Linked DNA regions of Mus musculus: region 2 is linked to region 1. The links are chromatin contacts, called in public Hi-C maps. All regions are on one chromosome and are shown on one strand. The core of a region is the stretch at or near the end of the contact, and the rest is flanking DNA. Distances in the headings are between cores, read along the strand shown. Region 1 overlaps Rab2a (RAB2A, member RAS oncogene family). Region 2 holds the start of Clvs1 (clavesin 1).

Region 1 (6,615 bases), core at 3,735-6,234:
CCAGGCTGGATCACAGACACCCGCCTGCCTCTGCCTCCGAAGTGCTGGGAGGCAGCCAGATGTATATTTTTAATGAGTTCTATGGGAGGATGGCATTTAGAAGTCAGCATCTGGACAGGTGTGCTACTGGCATCTGTTTCTGGGGCATCTTGGTGGACAAAGATGGGAAATACATAATGTGCATGTTTGTGGTATGTGCTCACTCAGTATCTATATAACAAAACTGATGTATTTGAACAGGAAACTGCAAAAGCCTTCTACCTTCTTCACACTGAAACCATGGGCACAATTGTGCCCCGAGTATTTGCCACTCTTTCTGAGAAATCACTACCTATAATGTTGATCAACTCACGTGAAGAAAAGGCAGCTCTAGACTTGGCAGCCCATAACCCTCTGTAAAGTGTTACTTACCACCGGTCTCCGCAACCTGGCATGTTGGGCTTACTTCCCTATGCTTTCAGTGTCCTAATTAATGCTCTCTTGAAAAGTAGCTAGGCTCATAACATACGGTTTCCCCTTTGCATTCCTGGTGTTAAAGTTGGTTTTAGTTATGTTTGAGGTATAAGAAATATTTGGAGTCTACACTATAGAAAAATGTGAACTGAGATTAGAGCTATTTCTTCTCATCTCCTTTGCCTAGTTCCCAACTCTGACTCGAATCCATTCTGTAAGGAACCATCCTCCACTTTATTGATCATTTTTGCACAGAGGTGTGGGCACATCTGTATTTCCTTGGATTGCCTTACTATAAGGATGGCTTCTCGCTTAACTATACATGCCCGAAGTCACACTGGTTCCTTGAGATCAAGTGCTCCAGCTGTGTGGGGTTGCACTGAGAGACTGCATCTTGCTCATTACCTTATAGGTAATTTCCACTATTCGCAGCTCCTCCCAGTGCCACAGGGTAGCCTTGTGCATGTGCTCTTCTGTATTGCTAACACCAACAAGGCTGGTCTCAGAAGAGATCTGGACAGCTAAGACAACAGCAAGAGAAGGTAGCTTTATTACATCGCCATGGTTATCTCCAGAATGTCGGAATTTGTCCAGTTTCATGGGAGAAACTGGCAACTTGACTTCCCTTGAAATTTTTAGGACAAGTTGTGGGAATTAATTCTCTCCTTCTACCATGTGCCACCCAGGAATTGAACTTAAAGTGGCAGGTTTGGTGGTTGGCACCTTTACAAGATGAATCATTTTACTGGTTTTCCACAAGATTTTTAAAAAATAAACAAATAATCATGTGTACATAAGGTATTCAATGTTAGTAGGGTAAAAATGTTGGGGAAGCAAATCAACACATCTATTATTTATCTTAAAAACTCTTGGGCCTCAGGGATGAAACTTGGGCCTCACATTTGGTGGGCATGTCTATACAACTGAGTTACATTCCTAGGTTCCATCTTTGCATTTAATTAAAAAAAAGATTTGTATGAGTGTTTTGTTGGCATGTATTTTTTTTTAATTATTTATTAAAGTATACAGTGTCCTGCCTGCATGCATGCCTGCAGCCAGAGGGAGGCATCAGATCCCATCACAGATGGTTGTGAGCCACCATGTTGGCTCCTGTTGGACTCAGACAGGACCTCTGAAGGAGCAGCCAGTGCTCTTTACCTCTGCGACACCTTTCCAGCCCTGTTGGCATGTATTTTATGTGCACCAACACATGCTAATGGAGGCCAAAAGAGAGACTCAGATTCCCTAGAAATGAAGTTATAATGGCTGTTAGGAGCCATATGGGTGCTGGAAATTGAACCCAGGTCCTTTGCAGAGCCATAAATGCTCTTAACTGGTGAGCAATCTCTCCTAACTAGTTTACTTTTTAAAAAATAACCTTAATTTCCTTTATGAATTATCTTTTAACTGCTCTCATTTTTCTATCAAATTTTTGGTCCTTTGCCCTTTAATATTTAAGAGCCATACTCATGACTACAAAGCTAATGAATACTAAACTGTATGCTGGCATTTCAAATAGTGTCCTATCCTAATTTCAAATGAGTGAGTAATGTTATCTACTAGACGGCAACAGCAGGCGCCATGCTGGCCTCTATTAATACCAAATCACATGGGAACTGTGTTCATCTGTGTTCATCTGTGTTCATCCCATGTGGTACGGTTTATTCTACTACCCGTTTTAACTTTTAAAACTCTTATGTGAGAGATGATGGTGAGCTCATGTAACCCGCAGTCCCTGTGTAGAGAGCAGGAGATAATTTGGCGGGGAGTGTGTTCTTTCCTTCCACCTGTGGAGGCAGTGCCACTGTGTACTATATGCTAGATAGCCTATAAACTCCCAGGTAATTCTCTGGGTCTGGACACACAGCAAGTACCTAGACTACGAGACAGGGTTTTTCTGTGTAGCCCTGGCTGTCCTGGAACTCACTCTGTAGACCAGGCTGGCCTCGAACTCAGAAATCCGCCTGCATCTGCCTCCCGAGTGCTGGGATTAAAGGTGTGCGCCACCACCGCCCGGCGCTGATCCTACTTTTGTGTCAACTGGTTATTTTAGAATATCCTTAAAGACAAACTGAAAACTCAGTTGAGTGTGGTTACACACAGCTGTATCTTTAGGTAGCTGGGAGGCAGACTATGAGTTCATAGCCAGACTGAGATACATAGTGTGAGGTTTCGAACAACACGATGGAAACACAACAGGTTCAGTTCCCATGCACCAGTTGGCTGTCTAGACTGCGTATCTACCGAATGTTACTCCTTCATCCACTGTGTCTTAAAGTTAGAAGACAAATGACAACAGGGTCTTCACTGAAGGCTGCATGCTGACCACTGGAGTTGTATTTGTTTCCATGACTGGTTGTTATTAAAATATGACCACATATGATACAAAAATTGATGCAAGATCCATAAAAGGCAGCCATTACAGTACGATTCACCGGGGTACTGGTGCTGCGTCTCCTCTGACAGGACAGTGAATGTGCTCATCATGAGAAGGACACTTTTGTACATAGGAGTTTATTTTGCACTGCTATAACAACTTCATTCTAGACCAAGGGAGAAAAACGAGAGGATAAAACCACCACAGTGAGTAAACAACTAAAACTTTTCTACTTTGAACAGGATTTTCCATCTGGTAGATTTATTTTCATATCCCCCTCAAAACAGACAGTAAGCTTACCATATTTTAAAGATTATAGATAGGTTGCCACTGAAAGAAAAAAATTTTACACAGTCACTGTACATCAAGGTTGACAAACTGCCCTGCAAGAAAATATACTTAGAAACTGTGTGAAGAAAAGGGACCATTATTGTGTCTAAGGGAAGAGTAAGTGGCATGGCGTGCCTTCTCCGAGTGGGCCTTGCTCTTGGGAGTTGTGTAGTGTTGGAGTTTCTGTTTCTGCCCGTCCCACTCATTACACTGTGTTTTACCCAACAGCACTCATTAAGGCAAACAAATCCTTTTGTGAAGCGGTCTCAAGAACTTGTGGACAAATAGCTTTTGGCATTAAAACAGGTTAACACACACACAGCCTTTAGTAATACACAGGAAGCGTAGTTTTCTTGGACTAGTGACAAGAAAAGATGAACATGCTCGTTAACGATGTCAAAAAGTTGAAAAGTCAGTGTCCAAGCAATTCCTAACAATGCTTCTGTAGCTTCAAGCTCCGAACAGTGGTAGAATTTATGCAAATGCATTAGAGTTCAAGCTTGGCAAATCACACCCAAGCAGGTTATTAAACTATATATACAGAAAGCAAATGATAAATACAGAAGTCAAAGAGTTCTGGTTTTCCTTATATCCTTGAAAGTTGACAAACTTTTTGAGGACAGTCCTATAATATTAAACATTAGGTAACCACAGGTGTTGGGAAACCTAACTACACAAACTGATTTAAAATACTCACCATGACTTTGTAGTGTTTAATACAATTCAGCTCGTAGTTAAGGGCACAAGACAACATTTAACAAAAATAATCACATCAATTGACCTAGAAATCAAATGCAAATAGATATGAATACAATCTCCAAAATCTGTCTTTTTAAGTGAACATTAACCATTTATTCAAAGTTATACAAGAATCTGAAGGATTAAAGTCTCCTGTGACATAAAGCCATTTCAATAGTTTCATGTCTCAGCTGAGCATGAGGAAAGAGGGTGACAGAGTGCGTGGCTCCACTGGGCAGCTAGCCGGTAACACCAGACTCAACAGCAGCCTCCCCCTGCCTGCTGTCCGCCTTGGTTGCTTCCATGAGATGCGTTGGTAGCAGCGTGCTGAGGGCCAATTTTAATGCCGTTTGCCTGAAGTACAAGAGAACAGGACTGTAAATAAAGCAGACTCAACCAGGCAGTAGACTAGATTATTATTTTTTTTAAAAAAATTCACATAATTCTTAGTGATTTAATTTTGCCAAACAACTCTAAAAAATATTTTAAGTAGGTTTTTTGAAATGGGGTTGTTGCTTCTTTTAAAAACAACACAGAGGAGATGTGTTGGAAAGAGGTCGTTTTAGAACTGGTCAGCAGAAATCAGATAGTGCTGCTTGTCAGAGGTTCACAGCGAGGAGAGGACTTGTAACAATTAGTATATGGGATGCTTATCAAAGAGTAAAGCTATCCAAAGCCTTCGCTACTCTAACTGGATTTAAAATCTTTCTTTTAGACAGCATTTCTGTTCCATGTTGAATCAGCTGTGCAGGCTGAGGAACATGAGTGTTCTGTGCCATCAATAATTTCTGTGATCCCCAAAGACATGGCAAGTTGCCAAGAACCCACACACAGAGTGGTTCTTTCATTCGTCAAATTCACACTGTGTCTTAACCCTCAATCCCTCAAGTGGATTTTACCTAAAAATACAACACTTTGAGAAAAGTAATACAGTAGCTGCAGAAATGAAGCTCTTAAGGAAACTCTGCGTCACAGTAAATCTCAGATTTACGGTGCTTGGCAGTTATTCTGCAACTGTAGTAGCCTTGGGGCTTCTGGCACTGGCTCACTATTGACAGTGGCTGATGTGGTTTCTTTTCGCTCTTTGACTCCTCTTTAATAAAAAGCTTGCCCTATGGCTCATTGGTTCTGCCCCCTCTGGGCTGGTAGCAACTTCTTGAGGAATCAAGGAGTCAGCCTTGGCATCAGGCCAAATAAATAGCATGGCCTGTTGGCTTCTGACAGCACATTACAATCAAAGCTGCACAAAACACAGTAAAGCAGTTAGCTACTGTATGAAATCAGACAGAAACAGCACATGTATCCTTTAAACAGAGGGCCAATTACTGTTCAATTTATAGGGGATTAGTCTCTAAATGGTGTCACCTTTAAATTAACTCAATAAGTATTGCCATGTAAGTCTAAAGGTAAGATTTAAAGTCACACTATTCTAAATTAAAAAAAAAAAAAAAAATCAGGTACTTTTTGGAAACCAAAGGTAAACTGCTAAGAGCCTCATATAGGTACTGGCCAAGAGCATCTTTTAGATGTCTTTAATACAAAGTAACAGAAATGCTTATATGAAAGTAAATAACATATTCTATTTACTTAAACGTTTTGAAGTAAGGATAAACACAGAGAGGGGATTTAGGTAAAAATGACAGCTAGTGGACATTCACAATCATCTAAATGACACACTTTGTCCCAATCATGCTGATCAAACTGTGTTCAAAATAACACGAGAGAAAGCTATGCCAACTGTTAATTATGTATATTTATTTGGTCTTCTGAAAAATGTGTTTTGCTCTAATTAGAGTATTTCCAAATTGAGAATTGCCTTCTTTCATACCAGCAGAGACCATGTTGCAAGAGTCCACAGGCCATGCATTTATTTTGGATATCTTACTCCCCAAAGAATAAGTCCATGTGGGTAAACGCAGGTTTCCTTTGCAACTGAGGTAGTTTACATTCTTTTTCACAGTTTGCAATGGATAAACAGGGCCTTTTATTTTAGTCCAATTCCGTAAGTGATACTCTACTAGCATATGGCACCTAACTGAAGTGCTCCACACACAGGTAACATAAGCACCTACCTATTGTACTCTATGTACCATAACTGAGCACCTAACTGAAGTGCTCCACACACAGGTAACATAAGCACCTACCTATTGTACTCTATGTACCAGGCTTTCAGAGAGACGATTGCTAACTAATGTGCCAATGGATGACCAACTGAACCATTTTAGAAATAAAAAATAAATAATAAAATCAGGACTCCAAATACTAGGTAGATGTCAATTCAAAGTTAGTGTTTAGTGAACAATATTTGCATATACATACCTCATTATTAATGTCAAAGACCCCTTCTTGGATTTTTTCATAAATTTCTTTTGCTGTGTTAATAAATGCCTGAAATATAAAGTAGAAAAATTGGTTTATATTACTCAAAATTACAACAGTAAAGAAACATTATACACAAGCTCTACAGGACTGGAGAGATGGCTCAATGATTAAGAGAGCTTACTGCTCCTCCACAGGACTTGAGCTTGATTCCCAACACTCACACTGAGCGGGTCACACCGGCCTGTAACTCCAGCTCTAGGGAATCCGATGCCTTCCGCTGGCCTCTGTGGGCACTGCCCTCTAACCAGGACGCTGAGAAAGAACTCTTGAGGGGTAGATAAGCTGCCTCAGATGGAGGGTAAAAGTACTTGCCATAAACGCTTGATCATCTCAGC
Region 2 (6,529 bases), core at 2,764-5,263, 660 kb before region 1:
ATAATGTCATAGATTATTGGGAACACAAGACTACTGAGATGTACCCCTGACTCACTGAATGAACAATAAAATCAGACCTGAGAAGCAATGACCTCAAATTGCTGGGATAAATGACCTGTCCCAAAGCAAATTTCACAACGACGTCTGTGGACAGCAGTACCACAGTAATAGAAAAATAAACATGTCACTAGCATATGTGTTCACATGGGCAATGGCTTTCATGGCAGCTTACTGTATCACCCTATAAATTACATCCATGTGTGCTTGCATACTATATAGCACCTAAAAAGAAGGAACGGAGGAAGAAAGAAAGGATGGGAAAAAGAGACGATGAAAGGCAAAAGTGGGGAGAAGGGAGAACGATGGGGAGGGAAAGAGGAAGAGGGAAGGAAGGAGGAAAATAAAGGGGAGAAATAAAGACAATGAAAAAAAGGAAGTGTGGGAAAATGTCAGCTGACTCCATTTTGAGAAGTTTGTTTATAAAGCCTGCAACTTGAGCCCCTCCATTCTCCCAGGCTCCACTGCTTTGTTCCTGTTTCTTCCAAATCTGTAAAATTCAGAGCATCAAGTAACCTATGCATGTGACACATATAAAGGTATGGACGTTTACGTAATAGTGTTTGAGCAATAATAGAGTCTGAATTGAGGCAATGCTATTTTAAGAAACAGAAATGGGCAAGGGATAGCCAGTTATCTGAATGATATCTAAGAATCAGAGATTCAGCTGTTAGTGCCCAGGACACAGAATACCTCACCCTGAAACATTCTTCCTCTAACAGAAGTCAAGCCGAACAAAAGCACCTGGGAAATTAGCCTACCACAAAAGGGCATTTTCCATTTGTCCTGACATAGAGCAAGTCTATAGAAAATAAACAACACAGGGTGACCTGATGGGGAAAACTAAGAGAAGGTGGGGGAATAATGAACTTATATCTGAATACATAAAGGTTTTTTATAGGGCAGTGTCTGACCAGCTGGTCTATACATCCAGGTGAAACTTCCTTTAAGCCAAGAAAAACTTGGATTAGAAATTGAGTCCAGTTTTCTCTAAAGAGACACAGCACTTGGGCAAATGAGGGTCACAGACTTGTGGTCATTCACACTATGGCCCCTCTCTTAAAGCTTCCTTCCCGGGAAATCTGGATGAGTAATAATTATCTAAACAATGACTATTTGGGGAAGGGTGTAAGAATGGAGGACCAGCTATCTCAATGACCCTGGGGGGTTTTCTGAGTTAATATATTTGTACAATTGCCATGCTTTTTATCTCTGTGCTGCGTGTCACCTCCTCTGCCTGAGTCACAGTGTCACAAGAGCAGAGAAGATCAAAGCCAGCCAGAGTCCATTTATGAAGGGTGGTTCAGCAGCAACAGAGTTTGTGAAGTCAGGGGCAGATTCTCAGAGATAACAGGGTGTTTCTAGTATCAAGCCCAAATATGTAGGCCGACATAACCAGTTCTCAGAGTACAAGACTTCATTCTCTGGGAAATGGACCTCTCAGCTATACATTCAGATTCTAAAATTCTGTACCCTTCCATAAACACATCCACAAAAAGGGCACTAGGCTATGGGGGGAAAAATCTTTCTTTTTGCCTTTAAATACATTTTTAAATAAGAAAGTTTTGTTTTTATCAATATGAAAAATAAACAGACCTAGCTAAGAAATGTGTGAAAGCCACAACAGTAGCACACTATAAAAATTAATAAGCTTGGCATATTTCAGACAGGGAAAAGAAGCACTGCTTCTGAGACAGGCGCCTGTAAATCTCGCTGAAGCAGCCCTGCTTTGAAATCTTACCAGCCTCAGGAAATTGCATTAAGTACAGGAAGACAGCGTCTTTGGATGCTTTGCATTCGGGGCCTGTGTTTCTGGTGAAGCAGCTCAAATTGGCCACACGTACACATTTTCCAACCTCCTGGTCTGGACCATTGTTTGCACACAGATAAGGGAGTTGTTTTTTTTTTTTTTTTTAATCTTTCCCAGAGTCTTGAGAGTCCCTGGTTGTTGTGCATATTGTCAGTCTAAGGACAGTAGCTATGTGACTAAATGCATAGGCTTTGCCAAATATTTTCATGCTTTAAGCTTAAAAAAGTGAGTAAAATTTAGAGACAAATAGAACTGAGCCTAAGTTCATATAATTAGTAACTATACGCAAACTTTTGTCATGACATGACTAGTCCTCATCCATAAAGATTATTGAGCATAAATTTTTGCACAAAGCTTTTTCCAGAACATATCTGTTTGTGAGTCTCTTTTCTTTTGGGTGGTGCCTCTAAAGAGAAGCAAGAACAAAACTAGCTTCAGTGTCCCTTCTCCAAGAGACAGATTAAATACACCAGGGTACTGTTGAGTGGGGTTTTCTATGCTTTAGCTTAAATATTCTTGTGACCAATGACCTAACAACATTTCTACTTAGATACCACGCATTGAGATTAAGATCCTGATTTTATGTTGACAAAAACAATAAAAAATATACAAAACAAAAACAGCAGCAAAAGAAACTACAATACTTTGCAGTTCGGTAAAATCAATTCAAAGAGTCCCTTTCCAGACACTTCTTTATGACAGGTGAAAGCACTTGTTTGCTGTACTTTGTTAGCTCTTATAAAGCAAACGATCCTGGTTAAATCAAATAGGTGCTGTGACCCAGGACTGGACCATCAGGTCCAAATTAATGGGCTATTTGAAAGATGTTCCAACTCCCCATCAGCTTTGATAGAAAATGATAGCACTGCAAAGCAGAGCCAGGCAAACCACGGTTACATAAAATGCCTTTTCAATTTCTGCACTCTATTACCCTTTACTATTTATAGGAAAATGGTGTTATCGCCTGATTACTGAGAAAGCACACAAAAATCTCGCCTCCCAAATCTGAGCCAGTCCTTGACTAGTAATGAACAAAGCCAGGCCATCTGCTCTGAATATCATTACCACTTTGGCCATTTGGGCAAGGGGTATATCTGTTCTTCTTCTAGGAGAGATTTAAGATTGGGTAATTGAACTAAGTAGACAAGAAAAGGAGATGTTAGAGCAAATAGAATCTCCTAGCCTTATTTGTTAGGTTCTTACGACCGTCATTTTATTTTTTATTTTGGCCACAGAGTTAAATTAACCTTTGGGGTTCTCATTTTATAAAACAGTTCAATAAAAACTTAATTTCAGAGTTTCTATGGTAAATGCTTAGGAAGAAAAACAGCCATGTGGGTGCTGTGAGTCACCCATCATCCCCCACCCTGCTTCCTGGTGACTCTCCATTGGAAAACCAGAATATCGGGACTGAGCTAACATTTCTTCCTGGAATCATACTATGCCTCAGGCCATGTTAATTTCCTGAACTAAACAGTCTCTAATCTGCTGAAAGGCAGCTGGCTAACTGCTGGTGTCTGGCAAGTCCCCATCTGTCCCTTTGCTGGGGTCTCTTCCTGCTGCCTCCACTTCACCTTTCTCTCGAGCAGGCGTCTCTCTTTGTTTTCAGGGGGTCTCTCCACCTGAACTTTCCCTTCTATGCCTGAGAACTTGAGATCTCCCCTCTCTACCTTGCCGACCTCAGGCTTTGTCTAAGTGACAAGACACAGTTGTGTGGACTGTAGTTACCGCGCCGGTGCTGGTGGAGATGATGACGGCGATGGTGGAGATGGGGTGCTGATGGCTGGGGAGCGCAGGCTGTGTGGCGTGGCAAGAGGATGGACCGCAGAGGCGGTGAAGAGTGGGGTGCAGAAGGGATGGAGTGCAGTGGGATTGCAGATGGGAGCTGTCCACGCGCCGAAGTGCTGAAACGCCGCAGCCATGGCACCGCTAGAGCGGGGACGGGCGGGGAGGCTCTGCGAACACAGAAGGAAGAAAAAGGCAACAAATACCTTCACACCGCCTCCCAGGCTTGCTTTGAGAATGTGTTTCTGCAGGTGTCCTCGCGGCTGAACTGGGTGGGTGAGATCCCCTACCCTGGCAGTTGGAGCTCAGATTTCTCTAGAAAGCTGTGAATGAGAGCCCGGGCTGCATGGGGCTGTGATTTGGGTAGGAGGCGTGTGCGCCAGAGACTCTGTCCTTCCGTACCAAGCCTGGCTTTCCCCTGGGTCCTAAATGCCTCCGCAGGTTGGACTCACCCATTCTGGCAATACAGTCTAAGGATTGTTGTAATCCTTTAACAACTAGGACAAAAAGTACTGGAAACCACCACTCTCCACATTTAAAGCAGACTCTTTTGGGCAGATTATTTCAAATTTCAAACAAATGGTAAAGCACCATATGTCTATGGAAAAATAATTATTTTTATTAACAAATGACATGACATTCAGAAAATGGGCTGTTGGAAAAGGCTCAGATTAAGACTCTATCTTGTCAAAATAAAAACAGGTAAGTTAAATACATCAATGAAAATTTAAAACATTTTCTAAGCAGAATAATAAAAGAAATCACAGGAAAGAGGTCAACAAAGTTGAATGCATAAAATATTTTTTAATCTCAAGAATCATGCATGTAAATTATCACTTGAAAAAAATCACAACAAATGTGTTTCATGCATAGCTATTTCATAATAAAAAGAAAATGCTGAAGATCCAACAAACATTTTAAAAGTCAGCTTACCACTAAAACGCAATGCATAACTTAATAAAGTACCAAAGACATGCTAAAAGAAGAAAGACAGAGAAAGAGAGAAAGAAAGAACGATAAAGGAGCAATGATGTATGGTTTAGGACAAAAACATTTAAATCCACACAGTATCCCATATCCTAAGACATTAAGTGAGAAAGTATAATCTTCCTACAGATCCACGTCAAAATGTACTTCAAGAGTCTGAAAATATATATGATATACAGTCTTCTAATTCTACTCAGCAATTTGTGTAGGTATTTATGCATATAAATTTCATTTAAGATAATAGAAATTATCAAAAACAATAAACTTAATTTTATATAGGCTGCAAGATCTTCCTGATGAAAGCCTCATTTCTGAAGAGGAAAGACAAAGAGAAATGTTTGCAAAACAGAAATGATGGAGAAAAGACACAAATGCAGCATCCAACCGCAACCTCTGCTCCTCAGGTTGGCAGGAGCATTGGGTAGTATGAAGACATAAGTAAATCTGCTACGGTGACTCAGTCGTCCTCCATACATTTGCCTAAACTTGCCACATCTATTTAAAAACTGAACGTTGATGAGTCTCTTTCCAATATTCCTATTATATAGTTCATCATGATGTTTAATCTTCCAGCTCCCACATCCCACATTATTGCATTCTCTCTCTTCCTCCCCCCCGCCCCCTTCCTCTCCCCCCACATGTGTTATATATAACTCTCGTGGCAGAGGAAAGCTCCACTTTGTCCACTGCTGCTTGTAAGCCATGGAAGGCTGCCTGGAACTTCACAGTACTTCAATAAATGTCCTGAGTGGGAGAGTAAATGGATGAGTGACATAACCCACAACACATATATGTGTATTTAAAGTATTTTATGATGCTATGAATTTTGTATAGAAATTGATCTGAACAGGCTTGGCACATCAAAATGGTCTGCAGGGAATGGTGAGCTTTCATTACTTAAGCTTAGTTAGAGGGATGCCTTCAAAGGCACAGCTCAGCTCATCGTAGACATGTGCAAAGACACTAAAGGAGAACTTGTCCAAAGAAAACACTTTCCCTAATTAATTCCCATTATGCTGTTTTCAGTCATGTACATGCATACTTTGATCATTTCTCTGCCTCTCTCCACCTCTGATCTACTTCCTGTACTGGAGTAGTTCCTGTCTTCATTCATGTCATTCTCCTTCCATTGTTTTAGAGTCGGCATAAGAGAAAAAACAAGTAATATTTGTATTGTCTTCCCTGACTTATTTTACTTGACATGGTGATTTCCAGTTGCATCCATTTTCCAGCAAATGACATCACTTCATTCTTTTTTGTGGCTAAAATAATGTGATTTCCTTTATCCATTAATCTCCTAAGGGGCACCAAGGCCAGTTGCATATATTGGTTACTATGAATAATGATGCAATAAACATGGTTGTGTGGATATTCCTGTGGCATGCTGACTTAGATCCCCTCAGGTATATCTCTGGAGAAGGTAATGCTAAATCACATGGTAGTTTTATGCTAGTTTTTTGAATAATATCCATGTTTATTTTCATAGAAACTGGACTAATTTACATTCCACTAAAATGCACAAAGATCTCTTTCTCCCAATTCTTGCCAGCATTTTTTGTTTTTGTTTTTTCTTAATAATAGCCATTCTAATAGTTCGTTTGTTCTTGATTTATGCCATCTTAATACTTCTGTAGACTAGATGTAGTGGCACAGGCTTAAAAATCTCATCATACCTTAGGAAACTGACAAGGATGGAATGCCAGCCTGGACTATATATTTATAAAAAAAGGTTGTACACTTTCCCTTCTTCTGAGGTGTAATATTTATTGACACCTGTTTTCCCCCTACACACACACACACACACACACACACACACACACACTTCACTTCACTTTTTCAATTCTATTCCTGCTAAGAGAAATGCAAGCCAAGACATGGGCAGTTCAGAAG

What was found. A called contact is a pair of places that touch in the nucleus more often than the background predicts.
Region 2: a Hi-C map of cerebellum shows a contact between it and region 1, with 1.8 times the contacts expected there. The contact joins the promoter of Clvs1 here to the enhancer-like site in region 1. A contact is called at or near these places in 3 of 39 promoter capture datasets (cranial neural crest, hippocampal neurons and pre-B cells) and 2 of 484 Hi-C or Micro-C datasets (cerebellum and cortical neurons).

Annotation. Positions count from the first base shown.
Region 1 is chr4:8,604,045-8,610,659 of GRCm38.p6, reverse strand. Rab2a (RAB2A, member RAS oncogene family) reads right to left here. Exons shown (of 8, transcript NM_021518.3): 7 at 6,218-6,286; 8 at 2,958-4,252. The coding sequence ends at 4,157. Among named protein-coding and RNA genes, the nearest start is that of Gm42253, 37 kb to the left of the region's middle. Within about 2 kb of position 4,984, at least 41 of the 459 cell types and tissues checked have an H3K27ac peak or open chromatin away from gene starts, as enhancers often do. A contact at or near this core is called in cerebellum and cortical neurons, where this site is marked.
Region 2 is chr4:9,266,801-9,273,329 of GRCm38.p6, reverse strand. It overlaps Clvs1 (clavesin 1), which reads right to left and starts at 4,013. Exons shown (of 6, transcript NM_028940.2): 1 at 3,859-4,013.